2 separate regions of the Mus musculus genome follow, and region 2 is linked to region 1. The links are chromatin contacts, called in public Hi-C maps. All regions are on one chromosome and are shown on one strand. The core of a region is the stretch at or near the end of the contact, and the rest is flanking DNA. Distances in the headings are between cores, read along the strand shown.

The links. Hi-C and Micro-C count contacts between places; a contact is called where the count stands out from the background.
Region 2: a Hi-C map of embryonic stem cells shows a contact between it and region 1, with 2.8 times the contacts expected there. The contact joins two enhancer-like sites. A contact is called at or near these places in 2 of 39 promoter capture datasets (cranial neural crest and erythroid cells), 1 of 15 datasets of contacts at CTCF or cohesin (large pre-B cells), 24 of 484 Hi-C or Micro-C datasets (B cells, the C2C12 cell line, CD4 T cells and 17 more), 9 of 115 datasets of contacts at active chromatin or transcription factors (astrocytes, embryonic forebrain, embryonic hindbrain and 6 more) and 3 of 9 other capture datasets (adipose tissue, embryonic stem cells and liver).

Annotation. Positions count from the first base shown.
Region 1 is chr4:149,154,625-149,159,775 of GRCm38.p6, forward strand. It overlaps Pgd (phosphogluconate dehydrogenase), which reads right to left. Exons shown (of 13, transcript NM_001081274.2): 7 at 3,337-3,471; 8 at 1,983-2,172. Among named protein-coding and RNA genes, the nearest start is that of Pgd, 9.5 kb to the right of the region's middle. Within about 2 kb of position 3,032, at least 26 of the 459 cell types and tissues checked have an H3K27ac peak or open chromatin away from gene starts, as enhancers often do. A contact at or near this core is called in embryonic stem cells, where this site is marked.
Region 2 is chr4:149,728,618-149,733,705 of GRCm38.p6, forward strand. Tmem201 (transmembrane protein 201) reads right to left here. Exons shown (of 11, transcript NM_001284270.1): 2 at 3,219-3,339; 3 at 2,446-2,640; 4 at 919-1,095. Among named protein-coding and RNA genes, the nearest start is that of Tmem201, 6.9 kb to the right of the region's middle. Within about 2 kb of position 2,229, at least 22 of the 459 cell types and tissues checked have an H3K27ac peak or open chromatin away from gene starts, as enhancers often do. A contact at or near this core is called in embryonic stem cells, where this site is marked.

The sequences.
Region 1 (5,151 bases), core at 1,782-4,281:
TACAAGCTGACCTCACACTCACAATACGGCAGAGGACGGCCTTGACCCACAGGTCCTCCTGCCTCTTCCTCCCAAGGGCTTGGATTACAGCTATGCTCCACACCTGACTGGTGAGAATTAAGTGCTCACCAAAGATGCAATTTATTGTCTTAAAAAAAAGACGTTTATTAATTTTTTGTTTGAGACAGCAGGGTTTTTCCAGGTAGTCCTGGCTGCCTTGGAACTTACTATGTAGACCAGGCTTGCCTTGAATTCAGAGCACCCCCTGCCCCTGCCTCTCAAGTTCTGGTGTTAAATGTGTACACCTCCATGCTCAGCTTTGAAAGCTGATTTTTAATTTATTATTTCTATGTTTATGGGTGTCTGCCTTCATGTGTATATGCATCACTTGCCTGCAGTGCCTTCAGAGGCTAGAAGAGGGCGCAAGATCCAACCACGTGGGTGCTGGGAATCAAACCCAGATCAACAAGAGCAACAAGCGCTCTTGATTACTAGGCCATCTCTCTCACTAGCTCCCAGGTTTAGTGTTCTTCTTTTTGTAAGACTTATTTTTAATTATTTATATGTGTGTGTGTCTGAGTGTAGGTTCGTACACTTGAACGCGAGAGCCCTCAGAGACCAGGAGTCAGATCCGCCTGGTGCAGTTCAGGGGGTTGTGATCACCTGATGTGGGTGCTGGGAAGCCAAGCTCTGGCTGGAGAGATGGCTCAGGGGTTAAGATCACTGACTCCTCTTCCAGAGGTCCTGAGTTCAATTCCCAGCAACCACATAGTGGCTCACAACCATCTGCAATTGGATCTGACGCCCTCTGCTGGTGTGTCTGAAGACAGTGACAGTGTACTCATAAATAAAATAATATTTAATTAATTAATTAACTAACTAATTAATTAATTAAAAAATACATGCTCTTAACGGCCGAAACATCTCTCCAGCCCTTAGGCTGGTTTTAATACCCATAATCCTAGGTTTCACAATATCCTTCAATACAGTACATTAGGACATTTAATACTTTAACAAACCATCCCTTGTGGCAGACTGACTACTGCTCAATTTATTTAAGATAAATGACTTTTCTTCTCCTCTAAACAAAGTGGGTTGATCTCTGGGAACTAAGACAGCATTTTAGTTTTGGGGAAAGGACTCTAGACATAACTTGAGGCCGGCTTGCCCTGACCCGACCGCTGTCCTTCCTCTCTGCATTACTTCACACTTGTGGAAGGAAATACTGCAAGACAATTGTGCAACAGCAAGTGTGGCAAATCCTCCCAGGCATACCGGAGCCAGCTGAGACCTCTTCCTTCTTCAGTTCAGTAGGTAGGAAAGGACCACGTCCACCCTAGCAGTGGGAGGGAACCCAGTCTCTAAGATGGAGGAGGGTGCTTTTGAAGGCAGGAACCCTGATACGCATAGCTAAGTGGGTGGTGGACAGATGCTCTCTGCACTGCTGGGATTGGCCCTAGTGCAGCCAACTTCCTCCTATCTGTGCAGGACTCACCACCCACTGGTCTTCCTCAGGGTGAGCCAGGATAATCATAAAATAAAGGAGGAGGACGGACAGACAGACATCCAAACCCAGAGAATTCATGTTGACTACTACATAAGCAAAATGTGTTTGTGAACTTTTCTTACTGAACCCATTTTTGTTTTTGATTTTGTTTTTGTTTGTTTGTTTTTCGAGACAGGGTTTCTCTGTATAGCCCAGGCTGTCCTGGAACTCACTTTGTAGACCAGGCTGGCCTCAGAAATCCAACTGCCTCTGCCTCCCGAGTACTTGGATTAAAGGTGTGCGTCACCATGCCCGGCTTACTGAACCCATTATCAAAGAAATCTTATAAAAACAACCAACAGCCAACAAGGCAGGCAGGCCTACATTCCGGTACTCAGGAGGCTGAGACTGATGTACGTTCAATGCTAACCTGAGCTACTCATCAAGACTGTCTCAAGAACCAACTACACAAAGAAGGGGAAAGCTGCCATATTACCAATGAGGGTGACGGGCATGCCGTACTCCAGCGCCGAGATGGCGGTCCACTTCCCAGTGCCCTTCTGCCCAGCACTGTCCCGGATCTTTGGCAACAGCTCTTTGCCGTCAGTGTCCCGGTACTTGAGAATGTTAGCAGTGATTTCAATCAGGAATGAGTCCAGCTCTGTCTTGTTCCATTCTTCAAATGCCTACACACAGAGGAGAAAGCCCAGTGAGAGGGTTCTGTGGGCACCCTGGCTCATCTGCCATATTCTTGCTTCTGTCTGTAGCTGGTGCCCTCACTGCAGAGCACATAGGGACAGCAAACCCTCCTCCTAGTGGCCTGAAGACTCCTATTCCTGCCCAGTGAGTTGAGTTTCCCAGGTCAGGAAGTTCTGTTGAGTATCTGCCTGGCTAATTTCTCAGCACTGAGACTGTCCCCTCTCCTTGGAGTCAAGCCCCTCATGTCATCTGGGCCTAGGCACAATATCACCTTCTTGTCGTACCTACACCCCACCTCCTGGGACTGGACATACATAGCTCAGTGGTGGACAGTGAGGTTCTTTTTTTTTCTTCTTTTCTTCCTATTGGATTTGAAAACAGGGTTCCTCTGTGTAGCCCTGGCTACCCTGGAACTCATTCTGTAGACCAGGCTAGCCTGGAACTCAGAGATCTGCCTCCCTAGGAGGCATCAAGGTGTGCAGCACCATGGCTGGCTCATACTGTGGTTCTTATGTATTTTAATATTTTCATAATAAAATGCTGAGGATGTCTGTGCTTCCCCACTGGGATGAACTTAATTCTTTTAAAAGATTTATTACTATATTTATTTCTTATGTGTTCGGGTATTTTGCCTGCAAGTATTCACATGTACCACTGCATACAAGGCCTACAAAGGTCAGAAGGACATGACTGGATGGGCTCTGGAAACTCGCCCCAGTCTTCTACAAGTGCTCTCAACTGCTGAGCCCCCTACTTGGTCAACAAAGCCAGCTACTTACTTCCTGTATGGAACAAAGGTAGGAACAAAAGAAGGACTGGGATGGGCTCTGTGGGGAGTCCTCATCTACCACACCTAAGGCCAGGCTCTGTGTTCTATGGGGAGGGATGGATATGAGGTCACACACGGTGCCTGACAAAGCATGGCTCACTAACTGCAGACTACGATTACTGCTTCATGGCCGATTACTGCTTCATGGCCGGCTATCACACTTTATGATGTTATTACCGTGGCTTCCCTTACATTAGGCAGAGTCCATGTGGGGCCACCAGACAGGCAGGTGAACAGGAAGGAGGAAGGGTTAATTGTCAGTAGCAAGCTCTCTCTCCTTTGGGAGGTGATTACCCAGGTGGCGGCAGTGCCCAGGACTTACCTGAGCCATCTCCTCATGCCGCATGCCCAGAACATCCTTCATCAAATGGTAAGCCTCACAGATGAGCTGCATGTCTCCATACTCTATCCCGTTGTGCACCATCTTCACAAAGTGCCCCGCCCCCTCATCTCCCACCTGTTGGCGACAAACAAGAGCCGTCAGAGCAGCAAACTACAGGGGAGAAGTCTCCGCAGACGAAAGACTTCAGAAAAATAACATGAGGAAACAGTATGGTTCCATGGGAACCTCCCAGCATCCAAAACCTTTAGCCCAACTTCCCACTGTCCCTCGTTATTAAAAACTACTCCCCACTCCCGGACCCCAGCCCCACACTAAAGTCTCCATGGTCTTGATGTTACCAGTCTTCTGGCAACTGCTGGCTAAATAGATTAGATTACTTGTAAAATAGATTAGATTACTCCCTAGACTCAAATGTAATACAATTGTTTCTAACAGATACTGAGGGTAAAACGACTTCTATCAAGGTCTGGCCTTGACCTTTTAAATGCAGAAGTGCATTCTCGGATGGTCCTATGAAAGCAAGGTAATCTGGTAGGATGTATCCAGCTTATCAGTTTGTCAGCGGGAGTTTAGGGAGGGTCTTTCAGCTGAGTTACTCTGTGAACACTGTCTAATGGACAGGGAGATGGAAGAAGGCAGCAGAGTCAGTCCACGGTGCCTCCAGGCTTACAGTCACAAGTAGCTACCTCCACAGCAGGGCAGCTGGACAGTCTTCCCTGGCAGTCACTGCTCATCAGAGGCTGCCTGTCTACCTTCATCACTGGCCTGCCCCTTCCTAACTGTGCGTATGAAGACATCTTACTTCCCCCTTCCTGTTGCTCCAGGCTCACCCACTTGCAGTCTACACTACTTATCCTTACGACCTGAACCCAAGCCTTAGGCCACAGGCGTGGACTATGGCAGAGTCAAGGCCCAAGAGTGCAAGCTTGGCTTTTCCTTTTGACTCTGTCCTAGAGGGAGTTAGAAGGAAGTAGCTGTCTGCCACCAAGGAAGGACACTGGCCCCTGGGGAAAGGCAGCCACCAAAGCTGGCAGGTCAGTGGGAGAGCTTCCCGAATGCCCACATGCCTGGAGCCTTATGCATCCCTACTTTTAATCATACACATTACTAAAATAATAAGGTGAGCACATAAAAATAGCAGGTATAGAAAGGGGGCTAGGTGTGGTGGTACACAGGCCTGTAATTCAGGAGACCCAGTCTTGAGGAGACACTCGGTGTTGGGGACAGAAAATGGTTCAGCAGGTGAAGGTGCTTGCTGCCAGACCTGAAGGCAGCCACATGACAGAAGGACACAACCAACTCTACAAACTGTGCTCTGACCTCCACAGACAGGCAGCTGCTTTATCACCTTCCAGCATATACACCAGAGAGAGAAGTACAAATCAGACAGACAGACAGAGAAAATGGAAGGCTGAGAGGAAGAAAAGGGAAACAAGAAAAGAAAATAAATTTGAAGAAAGGAAGAAAGAGGAAGAAAAGCTGTTAAGAACAGAGATAACCTAGCTTAGCTGTTGCTCAGAGAAGCCTTCCTACAGAGATCTGTCCTAGGCCAGCCGTCAGTTAACAGAGAAGCCTAAGGGCAGCTGATGGGCTTTCCAGTCAGTCCACGGTACTGATTCTCACAGCAACAGCAAACGGGGGAAGAAAGTGCCGATGGCCAGGTGCCTGAGCTCTGGGGAACATCTACAGAAAACCGGAAACCTGGGCTACGCAAAGATTCTTCCACCCGCACGGCCCGAGGCATCTGTTGGGACAAGGTGGCTAACCCACACACTAGCTCCTGCATCCTCTGGC
Region 2 (5,088 bases), core at 979-3,478, 570 kb after region 1:
AGAGCACTGGCTGCTCTTCCAGAGGTCCTGAGTTCAATTCCCAGCAACCACATGGTGGCTCACAACCATCTGTAATGAGATCTGATGGCCTCTTCTGGTGTGTCTGAACACAACTACAGTGTACTCACATACATGAAATAAATAAATAATCTTAAAAAATTTTTTTTTGTTTGCTAAGTTATTCAGACTAAAACCCAAGAAGCTAGAATAAGAACCAAAGGTCTGAGGTCTGAGGACAGGAGCCACCTGTTCTTTTGAGCAGACACAGGAGAGTAGGGACAGAGGTAGTGTGTCCTCACGGTCAGTGGCCAACTACAGAATGGAAATGACAGAGCCAGCAGACACAGGCCACATCTGACAGGAAGTCACATCCGGGTGGAGGAGGAGCTTCCTTGCGGAGTCTCTGCTGCGCACTCGCTGTTCTGACTGATCTTCTGCATGCAGACAGGCTTCTCACTGCTAGGCTGCGGTCCTGCTTACTCCTTTATTACTGCTTAAAAGCCCAGACCATTCACTTACACGCTGTAACGCACATCTGGGTCTGACCCCTGGCACTGGTGTGCATTGTGTGTGTAGCCCCTGGCAAGCATCTCAGCCCCACCCTTGGTTCCCACAGCCGCGACCAGAGCCCCAGTGCTCGGGTTACCGAATTGTGAGGCTGCCATGAGGAACGAATACAGGGTGTCTAGAAAGTAGAGGGTCAGCAAGGCAGCCTCAGAGCAGGCAAGTAGCAGCCACACCACCATCCTAGACACTCTTAGGAAGACCGCATCCAGCTGGTGACAGCAGGGGGCCACCAGGCAGCTGTTTCCCAGAAAAGGAGTCTTGGCACACTGCACTATGCCCCACACTAGGGCCCAGCTCCCAGACCATCTTCCCCCCCGACACCCAACACCCAAATGTCCCACGGCCTCAGACCTGCCCATGGGCCTGGTCAGCCTCCCGACGCCGGAACTGGTGGCTGAGAAGCAGGGCACGCAGCTGGCGGTTCTGGTGTTTGATGTAGTACTCGACGGCCGCCTGGCACGGGCGGCACAGCTTGTACATCTGCTCCAAGTGGTGGCGGTACACCTCAATCTCCTCATCGTAGCGGCCCTGGGGTGTGGACACAGGGCCTGCATCACAGCTGGGAACTGGGTTCAGACTCCGGCCCTGCCTGTGCGAACGGTGATCCGAGCTCTCAGGAGTGAGGGCTAGGAGCCGAGGCCATGACACAGGGACAGTACTGACATTCTGTAGCTCACAGCCTGCTCAAGTGGGGACACTGAACTGACACTCTGCATTCTGGCAGAAGGACAACCAAGCATCAGGGCCTTCCTTCTCCTTGATTCTGAAGGTATAACACACACCAGAGAGCAACAGTTCCACAGCAGCCCAGGCTACAAGTCCCATCCCTTGCTCCCTCAGAGATGAAGCAAGGAACACAGCAAGCGAGTGAACGAGCGCATCAGAGGGAATGGTTAGTGTGATCTCTCGTTGGGGTAAACAGGAAGTCACCTAGCATCAATGCTCCCCTCACGGCCTCTCTGTAAAGCCCTTTAAAAAATGACATGGACAGCCCGGTGTGGTGGCGCACGCCTTTAATCCCAGCACTTGGGAGGCAGAGGCAGGCGGATTTCTGAGTTCGAGGCCAGCCTGGTCTACAAAGTGAGTTCTAGGACAATCAGGGCTACACAGAGAAACCCTGTCTCGAAAAACCAACAAAAACAAAACAAAACAAAAAAACAGAACAGGGCCGGTGAGATGGCTCAGTGGTTAAGAACACTGACTGCTCTTCCAAAGGTAATGAGTTCAATTCCCAGCAACCACATAATAACCAATAATGAGATCTGACACCCTCTTCTGGTGTATCTGAAGACAGCTACAGTGTACCTATTTATAATAATAAATCTCTAAAAAAAAAAAAAAAAAAAAACAAGAACAAAACAAAACAACCACGACATGGACGCACTTATGTAGCGCATGTGTATGACCATGCCAGCGGAGGCGAGAGTAACATGGGTAAGTTTGTTCTCCCCGGGGACCGCAGGAATCCAACTCAGATAATCAAGCTTGGCGCTAAGTGTCTTTGCCCCTGAGCCATCTTGGTGGCTCTCCCTCTTGGCCTCCTGGTTCATTCCTGTCCCCTATCTTTCCTAGGCATCTTTGGGCCTCAGGTGGGATTGGCTCTCTTCCTCTCAGGAAGCCACATTGAACAGGGCTGACTAATGAATGAGACCAGGAGGCTGCCCTCTAAGGCTGCAGCTGGAGCCCAGGGCCTCTACCTCCCTTTCCTCAGGGACAGAGCCATCTATCCTGGCAGGCTCTGGTTTCCATGGTGTTGTTCTCCCAGTGGTCACAAGATCAGCTCGGCTGTGAAGGAAGCTGCACCCTGGAATGTGGGTGGGACCCTGGAGCGGCAGGTGACAGTGTGGCTCTACCCAGCCATCAGCCATGTGTACTCACCTCCTCCCGTGGTGTGAAAGCAGCCAGCTGCTTGATCTTGGTGGTCTGGTGGTGGCTGCACCTTCGGCACAGCAGGACCTGGCTGCTCACCCACTGCTGTGGCTGTGCAGGGTCCCGGGGACTGGGCACGCTGCTCACCACGTGGTTCAGGTGTTCCATGTACTGTGCTGGGATTGGCTTGTTGTAGTCTCCATTCTGGGAAGGAAGGAAGGAAGAGGCCCTGGTCAGCGCAGGCCGGCTCAGGGAGGGTTCAGATGCAGACAGCTCTGCTCTGGCTTTCTCTACACAAAGAGCAGCAACATTCCTTCTGATGCTGCCTAACATAGAACCCCAAAAATCTAGGTGCTGAGAAGCTACCCAGCATGCACCTCAGGGCACATCCCTCACCCTTGTCCCTTAGAACTACACACCGCCACTCAGGCTGCAAGCTGTGGGCAGGCTGTCTGTTACTAAGTGTCAGTAAAAGCTACACTCAGACACTCACATATTGCCCGTGGCTACACAATCAAGGCTGTGACAGAGAACAAACCGCCTACAAAGCTAAATACTGCACCTGTAGGCCTGAACTCAGACCTGCCCTGCTCATGACTCTAACCCCAATCTCACCCTCTTGTGGGGAGACAGGACAAGTGGCCACGGTTCCCTGAACCTGCTCTTCCTCCTCAAAGGGAGACACAGTGCCAGGACCAGAGTTAGAAGACAGTGGCGTGGAACGTGAGCTCAGACCAGCTCAGCAGCAGCCTCAGCACTGGCCACCCACTGACAGCCCATACCTCTTGAAAGCCATTGTACTGCTCACAGTGGGGACAGTCCCAACAGTTGCGATTCCCATAGGGCACCAGTGTATCGTGGTTGCAGAACCAGCAGTTGACCATTGTGTGTGTTGGCTTCACCCTATGGACCAAGAACAACAGTTGGGCTGGGAGACTTCGGCATCTGAAATGGAAGACCGCATTGCAAGGGCAGGAAGAGGCATCCAAGATGGAAACGAAGGCCCAGGCGCAGGGTGTGGAGTGGGAAAGGACTCTTAAATGCGATCTCCCAGGATGACTGAACCGACAACGAACTTCGGAGACACTCACCGCTCTGTAGGCTCCAAAGTATCTACCTGGAGACCCAGAACTCCAGCCCCCACTGTTCTGGGTCTCAAACACTGCGGGGTGGGGGGGGCAGCACAAGGTCAGGGACAGCAGCTAAGCAATGGGCCAATAGAGATGACACTTATAGAAATCAAGTTTTGGAGAGTTGTAAGACTTAAGGGAGCTTTCGGTCCTTCCCAGAAAAAAAAAAAAAAAAAAAATCCTAGAGAGCCAGCCAAGGAGGCCAAGTCACAGCTGCGCAGCCAGGGCCCACAGTGGGTTTTGTTGGTCACACAACAGGTGGGGCCTGCAGGATAATCGTGGCCCAAACACTGGGGATCTGTGCAGCAGAGGGCACACAGCAACTGCCCAGCAAATCCAGCCCAGGAATCTAGAAACAAATGACTGAAGGGCAGCAGCTGGGAGCCCTGGTGTCCTGACCTTGCCCTTTTGCCCTGTCCTCACTCAGAGGCCATGTCTAGTTCAGGGGCACTGCCCAGTCTTAGGTAGAGTGAGCCACCACACACAGATGGCCCTGCTCCTTAGAAAGCATCCTAAAAGGGTGGGCCTTACAGATGTGCTCAGGAGGGTCTCGCTTACACACAGCGTGTAAGCCAGGCCTGTAAAGTGAACCAGGAACGGTGCCTGCTGCTTCTGCATGTCTCAGACTCAATGACAAGACACGAGGAGTTTTGTAACGGAAAAGGCCTTCTAGTCAGGAGGGAAGACAGCTGTGGAAGTGGGGCTCTAGTTCCTGGCCCAGCCCACACCGCCTGCCCATCAGCTCCACTCCCTCCATGTACAGTGGGCGGGTGCAGAAGGGTATCCTATCAGCTGGGGGAAACAGCACCTTCCTCACTGGGGCTTGCTCTTGGGAAGTACTGAACAGAGTCCTGGCCGAGTCCATGTCAACACACGACAGCGAAGGGGACAGCAACGGTGACAGCAACGGGGACAGGGACATGGTGTGCTCTAGCAGCCCAGCCTCACACTTCCTGCTGCCTAAGTTCAGGTCTAATGGCAGGAAGAGTACTGCAGGGATGGCTCGGCAGTTAAAAAACCCACTACTCTCGTGGATCCGAGCATCCACGTCCGGTGGCTCACAATCGCCTGTAACTCTAGCTCCAGGGGATCTGATGCCATGGGCCTCCACGGGCACCTGCATTTATGTACTTACCACACACACACACACACACACACACACACACACACACACAGTTTAAAAACAATAAAAACCGCACAGGCTGGAATCTTCACTTCAGTCCCTCACTTTTCAAATAGGTTGCGCATACTTTGCTAGGACCCAGCACCTGACAGCTTCGTCGGCCCCCAAGTGGAAAATGGAACACAGGAGACTGCGGCACCAGCTGTGGCTGCAGGGTTGGAGATGTGCTCTGCTGGGGTGCCTGCGTTTGGTATTCCTGGGTAATTAACCACTTGCTTTGTGGTAATTTGTACATCTTTTATAGGCCTCTTTGTAATTATGCACGAGGCGTGCCTCACAGCAAGCAGTGTGCACTCTCATCTGCCCTGAGTCTGAGGCAAAGCACCCACCTGCCCTGGG